Linked DNA regions of Zea mays: region 1 is linked to region 2. A link is a contact called in public Hi-C data. All regions are on one chromosome and are shown on one strand. The core of a region is the stretch at or near the end of the contact, and the rest is flanking DNA. Distances in the headings are between cores, read along the strand shown. Region 1 holds the start of LOC109943479. Region 2 holds the start of LOC100382159.

What was found. Hi-C and Micro-C count contacts between places; a contact is called where the count stands out from the background.
Region 1: a Hi-C map of tassel shows a contact between it and region 2, with 2.6 times the contacts expected there. The contact joins the promoter of LOC109943479 here to the promoter of LOC100382159 in region 2. A contact is called at or near these places in 3 of 25 Hi-C or Micro-C datasets (ear, leaf mesophyll and tassel).

What each region holds. Positions count from the first base shown.
Region 1 is chr1:192,216,365-192,220,133 of Zm-B73-REFERENCE-NAM-5.0, forward strand. LOC109943479 reads left to right here and starts at 1,269. Exons shown (of 2, transcript XR_002749676.2): 1 at 1,269-1,919. It overlaps LOC103641996, which reads right to left and starts at 963. Exons shown (of 7, transcript XM_008665309.3): 1 at 788-963; 2 at 579-685. The coding sequence starts at 920.
Region 2 is chr1:191,864,836-191,868,739 of Zm-B73-REFERENCE-NAM-5.0, forward strand. LOC100382159 reads right to left here and starts at 1,305. Exons shown (of 8, transcript NM_001366774.1): 1 at 1,096-1,305.

The sequences.
Region 1 (3,769 bases), core at 19-2,518, 350 kb after region 2:
CTCTCAATCTAGTTTGCCCCCCCCCCAACCAAACTTTAACTCTGGCTTCGCCACTGGTTACTAGCTTACCCACTCACCCCAACCAAACTTTAACTCTGGCTTCAACCTATTGTCCACCGAGCAAAACAGCAGGTAGATTAGGATATCTTGTATTATCCATTCAACACATGTTATATGGTATTGTTCATGTGGTGTACGATTTAAAGTAGTAGAGTGCCGTTCTGTGTCTGTAAAAACAGATTAGACTAGACCCCCTCTCTCTATCTCTATATTTATTTGTATGCCGACAGATCATACAAGGGTTAGAGTTATTCTCTTCCGTATGATGAACCGAATCTATCAGATTTAGGCATCCTCACACGTGGGAAGTTGAACAGACAATATCATCACAAGGCGCAGTGCGCCACTCCCAACTCTTCTTATACAACCAGTGACCGTATAATTCGAGCTCAAAATGGAAGACAGACTATATATCGCATCCCATTGCATCAATAGGATAGAACAGCAGTCGGCCACATGAACGAGAGAGCTGAAACCTCAAAAAATTAAGGCAGCAGTTAGTACTTACTACCACTTACCAGCGGCGAGACGAGCACGACATGGAGCATCCTCCTGGCGCGCGCCACCTCGACGCCGCTCCCCACGGGGCCACCCGCGGCGCCATTCCCATCTCCATTAACAGCGACTGCAGAGACGTTTGCGAGCGTGGGGAGGGACGTCAGATACACAGACACGCCGGAGCGGTAGGAAGTGGAGGGGGGAAGTGGGGGAATCCCTTGCCACTCACGGGAGCAGAAGGCGGCCATGCGGCGCTGGCGCTGGCGCCGGAGCCGGGTGGCACGCGCGGCCGCGAACCCACCGAGGCCACCGCCGCCGCCGCCGAAGTAGCGGTGGCCTAGCGCGCGCAGGCCGGCCTCCATCTGTTGCTCTCGAATAATCCGACAGCGATCGGAGGGATAAGGCGGAAGGGAAACGGGCCGTGGGCCTTCGGTCCGAACTGCTTTGTGCTGCAGTGATGGGCTCCCGGGTTCGTCGCTACGGGAAAATGTGGAGTGGGCCAGCTGACTGCTCTGGACACGGTTCACGTCGAGCAGCCACGGAATGAGGAAGAGGGGCACCAAAACAAAAAGTCGCTCGAAGCGAGTGTGCCGGGTCCAGTCCAGCCATCGCGGTCCTCCCCTGTATTGAGCACCTGTCCTGTCCTGCATACCCAGAGATAGATTGCGCTGCCTCCTCTTTCTTCTGAAATGGCAACACACTCAACCTCCCATAAATGGCCGATATATAAACACGACACGCACACCTAGGTAGCTAGCCACTCGCCACCCACGCAAGCGAGCGAGCGACGCCGAGGCGCGCAGATCGGAATCCCCGCCCCCGGTTCCTCCTCGCTCATCACGCCGTCCACCGGCTACCGGAAATCCACGTCCCACAGCCGGCTCGTTGCGCTCGCAAATGGCCACGAGGGCCGCGGAGGCGCCATCTCCCCCGCCGCCGAGAGAAGAAAGGACATGAGCAAACTCTAGATAGCGAAGCGGTTGGGCTTCCTCCTGATCTCCTCCCGCAGCTCCCGCTCCAGCCTGCACCTGCGAAACACGAGGGAGATGCCTGTGCCCCTCTCTCCCCTGACGCCCCTCCTTCCCGCGCCCCTCCCTCCCCCACCACCTCTTCCTCCACCTGGGTTGCAGGGGCTCTCACGCAAAGCCCAGAAGCCGGCGAGCAGAAAATCTCATTCTCCCTGGACAAATTCGCAAAAGAGCAACGCAGGGGGAAATCGGCCTGGTTCGTGGATTCCTGAAGAGCATGGATGGGCCGTGAAAGCGGATGACCCGAGGAAGGGGCAGCCAAGGTGTCTCGACTCGGGCTCCATCTCCAGGGGGTGGATCGCAGCCCAGAAGGCTGGCAACAAGTTGAACGAGGTAGGGTTTCCTCTTGATCTTATTGGTGCTCGATCCCCAGAACACCTGTCCGTGCTTCTAGCTTCGCTGTGGGCGCTGCCTACCCACAAGCGGAGAGTTTCTCTGGAGGGTGGCGATCCATCCCTTTCCGCCCGCCAGACTTTGGTCCTCAGCCAGGAGGGGGAGGGGGTGAGCTCGCTGGTGAAACTTCAGAGAAGATGGACCCAAGGCTGAAACCCTCACAGTGGGATCGGTGGAACTCTAAGGAGGCGAGGAATCCACCCAATGCTTGGGGAAGACACCGCAATATGAGCTGGCGACTCCGACCCTCACACGTGAAATCTGAGGGAGAGGTGATTGGATCATCATCTGGTGACATGAATAACCCAGGTAACCCTAAATCCCCGACTCTCCCTGGGATGCTGGAGGTAGAAGGAAGTCGTCGCACATTCTGCCAAAAATGCGGTGATGAAGGTCATCATGCCAGAGATTGTTCTAGGGCTTTGTGGTGTGATATCTGCATGAAAGAGACTCATGTAACTGCGAAATGTGTGTGGCCAAGACAGAACAAACCTATTATGCCATTAGTGGGAATGGCAGCAGATGGTTTGAGTTTTTACTCCTCTCAGTTTGGAAAGAACATTTCCAAAAAAAACAAAGAGGAGCCTGTTGGGATTAGTCAAAATTGTGGAGGGGATTGTGTCTGCTGGTGATCTGGAGAGGGATTTTAGCTTCCATTTTCCATGGGGACGACCCTGGAAAGCTGATAAGTGTCATCTTGGTTTCCTGATGCAATTCCCATCACAGGACAGGCTTGATGAACTGACCAACTTTACTGAGTTGAAGATGAAGATTTCAGGGGTTAAGATTGTAGTAACTGTGTGGAACTCTCAGGTTTTGGCTAAATCCAGATTGCACTCAGTTTGGATTAAGGCCGATAATGTGCCTGAAGAATTGTTGAACTATCAAGCCATATGTGAGTTGGGTTCGGTTTTAGGAGCTGTGGAAGAAGTGGATCTGGCCGCTCTGAAATCCAATGACATGGTTAGATTTAAAGTGCATGTGAAGAGCATCGCGAGGATTCCACCTGTCATTGAGATAGGAGTCAAGCATCTCTTATATGACATTTATTTTAAGGTGGAAAAGGTAGAAACTGAAGGATGGAATGAGGAAGAAGCTAGTATGAGAAAGAGATCTTCTGTTGATTTACAGCCGAACGAGTTCGGTTTGGGTGACAATGGAGGGAAAAAACCCAAAAGTGATATTCATGAAAGTGGGAAGGTCCCTCTGATTCCTGTAAATCAGAAAACATCTTCCTCTGAGTTTAAAGAAGCAATGTTTGCTACAGATCCACAAACCAATGAATGTGACAAATGCAATGAAGAGGGGGAAAATCTGGGGGATGAAAACAATGAGAAGGTAGACTTTGAAGACAGTGATGAAGACCTTCTTAGTTCCCAAGAGCTTAACAACTTTGTGAAAGGAATGGGTGTTGAGATAGCGGATGAGCAGGAATTGGAGATGGATGAGGGTGAACTCCTCAAAGTTCAAGATGAGCAACAAACTGGTAAGGATAAAAAAGGTAAAGCCAAGTTGGTAGATCAAGTTGAAGGCACAAGGAAAAGTAGCAGACTGGAGGCAAATGAAGATACCAGGATTACGGACAAAGCCATCAACAGAGCTGAAGCGAAGGATGCCTTCTTGAACATAGGTAACAACCCCAACCCTTTCTCTATCTTAAATTCTGAAAACAGCTTGCTGATTGATATAGCTAACAAACTTGGGGTGAATCTGGGAAAAGATGATAATGAAAGATTAGATAACTTAGAAATGATCAAGTGCTTAGAAGAAGAACGTGCCAGGGCTATTAT
Region 2 (3,904 bases), core at 55-2,554:
CCTACTAAATTTGGTGGTAGTTAATGAATGGCAAGATCGTTGAACTCAAAAGCTTATCTCAGACATGACAACTCAAAAGCTTACCTTGAACACGAGTACCAATCAGAATCGGTACAAGACGGTTACCTAGAGAGAACTATAAAACGACTAAATTACCACATAAATAGGGAAACGCACCACCGAACTGCACTCTACTCAAGGTAAAGACAGTAGCAGCATCATGGAAAGGTTGCCAAACATGCATCAGGAGCCACTCGCGAACCAAAAACCTTTTCCCCACTCCATGACACAAATCAAGAAACGGTAACAGCTGCCGGAAATGGCCAATCACAAAACCCAGAGCGGGGGTAGGCTGGCCGCCTGGCCCAGGGCCTCCCTCCCGTAGTGGCCAGGAACAGGCAATTCAATACTCCGAGCACACGAACAGCTTAAAAGGGGGAGAACATTCCTTCATAAATGCGGACCAATCCAACCAAACCGCCGCCACGAAACTCTAATAATAAATCCGCAACCACCTCGCCGGTCGTGCGGGAGCGGATCCGGAGAAGGGAATAGCAGGGCAACGAATCCGGAAGCAGTAACCAAGCACCGACGCACCTGGCCTGCCCATGACAACGGCTAGGCGCCGGGATTCAGAAATGCGGATCGCGGACTAGCTAGCGCCCGCCAGGCGTGATCCTGTCCCCACGCGCCTGCCCGATTCCCTCACGAAATCTCATGAATGGGGGGAACAAAATTAAAACTTGGTAGACAAGCAGAACAATGCTGCCGTCACGGAGCATACAAAGGCCCCAAACTCAGGTGGAGCGGCGGAGGTCCCGGCCCGGCAGACAGAACCGCTCCCCGGAATCGAGAGCCGAAGCCAGAGAAAGCTTAGAAACAAGTTCAAATCCAGCGGGCGTTAGTAATCCGCGGCCTAGCAGAGAGAGAGAGAGAGAGAGAGAGAGAGAGAGAGAGAGAGAGAGAGAGAGAGAGAGATCCGGCGGAAGCTTCCGTTCCGCGGCGCAGGGCTCCAGGCTCCTCCACACATAACATAACACGAGATAGAGAGAGAGAAGGCAAGGGAGTGGCGAGAAGCGAAGAGCAGCGGCTCACCGTCTCCGCGTGGGCCGGCTTCAGTCACCAGCAGCAGACCACACCGAGTCGCCAACCGCAGCGCGATCCAATGCGGGAGCGAGCAGCAGGGCGGCGGCGCGGGAGGCGACGACGACGCCCGCGACCGGCCGGCGTGCTCCGGGTCGCGGCCTGCCTTTGGCTGGGGGTCTGCAACGCCCCGTGCGGCGTGCGGAGGGGAGGGAGATCGTGGTGGGCGAGCGGGCGAGTGGTTGCTCTCCTCTGCGCTCTGCTTAAATCCAACCGACGTCAGGAAGGCGAGTGTGCGTCTACTGCTGTCTGGGTGTATGTGTGTGCGCGCTTTTCTTTTCTTCTTTTTGGGCTCGGGAATTGGCCGGATCCGGTCACCGCGTGGTGAGGTGCACGCCGGCAAGTGGGCCTTCCTGTTTGTTTGTTTTTTTGTTTGACCCTTTTGATTGGCATTGTCCGAAATTCATTTCTATATATGCATTCTTTTTAGTTTGGGAACGTATCATATGCTTATAGAGCTCTTGTGCTCATATGAGCACTTTAAATCTTGTACCTTCATTTCTTATCAAGTGTGAATAAACATTTCTTAGTTTCTTCTGTGTGCCACCCTTGTTGTGCCGCGTTGACTGTCTCTTCTGTGTGCCACTGCTGCCCTCACCTCCTAGATGAGAAATAAATGCATCAGATTTAAAGTGTTCATATGAGTACAAGAGCTCTATGAACACAGGATGCGTTCCCTTTTGGTTTGTAACGGTAATTTGTACCTGACAATAGAAACTACAAAGCAAAACCCGACCCATAAAACCCATCGCAAAACCATCCTCTCTCCACGTTCGAGGGGTGGTAATAGATTAAATGTTACTTCACCATTTGTTTGAGTCTTTAATTAATTTTAGTTAAAAAACAAATAGAAATATAGTCCGTTTGTAATCAGATCTGATTTTTATTATATAAAAATCTACAGCTCATTACCCCTCCGTCTTACTGGACGTACGGTATTTTTTTAAAAAAACCAATCTAGATACGATGACTACGTGATAATCAATAAAACCACAAAGGAACAAAGAAGCCGTCCTTCGTCAATATCAGCGGCCTCCTTTAATTTGTCACCACCTCTGCTCTGATCCCCCTCCTCTTTTAAATGTTCCATTGAGGCTTTATTCCCGCTTCCAGTCGGGGGAGGGACAAGCACTTTCTTCGTGGATCCTTCCTCCAAAGTCCAAACACACATCGCCATGCACCAGCTGGTCTGGATGTAGATCACGGACCCCTTTTAACCTTTTTTGTTCACGCGAGTAAAAAAAAAAAAATTGTAATGTTCGGTTGATGCACAGCCAGTCATAGCACAAGCGGCAGCAGAAGACATTCGTTCCCTCCAATCACTCGGCATGGCGTCTCCGGCCTCCACATGCCAATTGGCATGGCCCCTGTCTCCCTCCCTAGGTGTATATATGATAGCACACTACTGTTATCATCACTCAACTCAATCCATGGCTCCATGCTATGCATGCTCTACCCTCGTCCTCGTGCACCAAATGTGCGTGCTCCATCGGCAGTCACCCCCTCCTCTATCAAGAACCTGGAGAGATCGCCAGCCCCAATCATGTCGCCGAAAGATGCAAGGCCATATTCTCACTTGTGCGGTGCTGCTGCCGTGCAGATTGGGAGAGAGAAAAAAAACAAGAAAACAAGACGGAATAAAAAAGCGACCCGTCCCCTTTTCTTCTCCAAGCATCTTTTGTTTTATTTATATATATATTAATATGTATACACATTACAGAGAGAGAGAGAGAGAGGGGGTGACCTGACTCCGATGCGACGCGACCAAAGTGGCAAAGTGCCCAGCCGGATGCGACCGGCAGAAGCTGTCGGTGGCGGTACAAGCCACCGGCCAGCTCCGGTAGCCGGGGGCCACCGGCAGTGCTGCTCAGAATCGACCGTGATGTATGACAGGCCCGCCATTTCTGTGTGCTTCGTGTGCCATGCCAACAAACCCCACACCACGGTAGATCGTCGTCGTCTGCACTCTGCTACGCCTAGGGGTGGGCATTTTAAAATCGAAACCCGAACCTGAACCGAACCCGAACCCGAATAGACCGAATTATCGGTCTATTCGGGTTTTCGGGTTCGGGTTCGGTTCCTATATGTGCTATATTTCGGGTTATGGGTTCGGGTTCGGTTCCTAAGCTTTAAAACCCGAATAGACCGAATAACCCGAAATATAAAAAACCTCTTAATATATGATGATATTATTATATGATTTATGAGTTTATTAGCTAAAAATTATGATATCATCTTAACAATAATATATATATCTCAGTATGATATTTTTTATAGTCACTTATTGTAATAATAGTACTTCCAATTAATTATAAATTGTATATATTTTAACAAAAGATAATAGTCTCTCTACTATTCGAGTCTATTCGGTGGACCGAATAGACCGAACCGAAATTGTGGGTCTATTCGGGTTCGGTTCCTAAAATTATTTTGGAAATTTCGGTTCTCATTTTTCATAACCCGAAATTTCAAAAACCCGAATAGACCGAACCGAATTACCCTAATAGACCGAATGCCCAGCCCTAGCTACGCCGCTGACGGCCGGTGGGAGGCCGCTTTCAGATCTCAATTATCCTAGTCGTCCGGGGCCAAAGACGACGATCGAGGCTTTTTGGATCGGAAGAGGGAGCACAGTTTAGACGCTTGGAACCATTCACAGCCACAGCAGCCTGCCGCTACTCAGTTCAGTTGCATAGGCCCGGCCGTGAGCAAGCGCAGGCATGGCGTCCGCTGCATGGATATGCACATGCACCTAGTACAT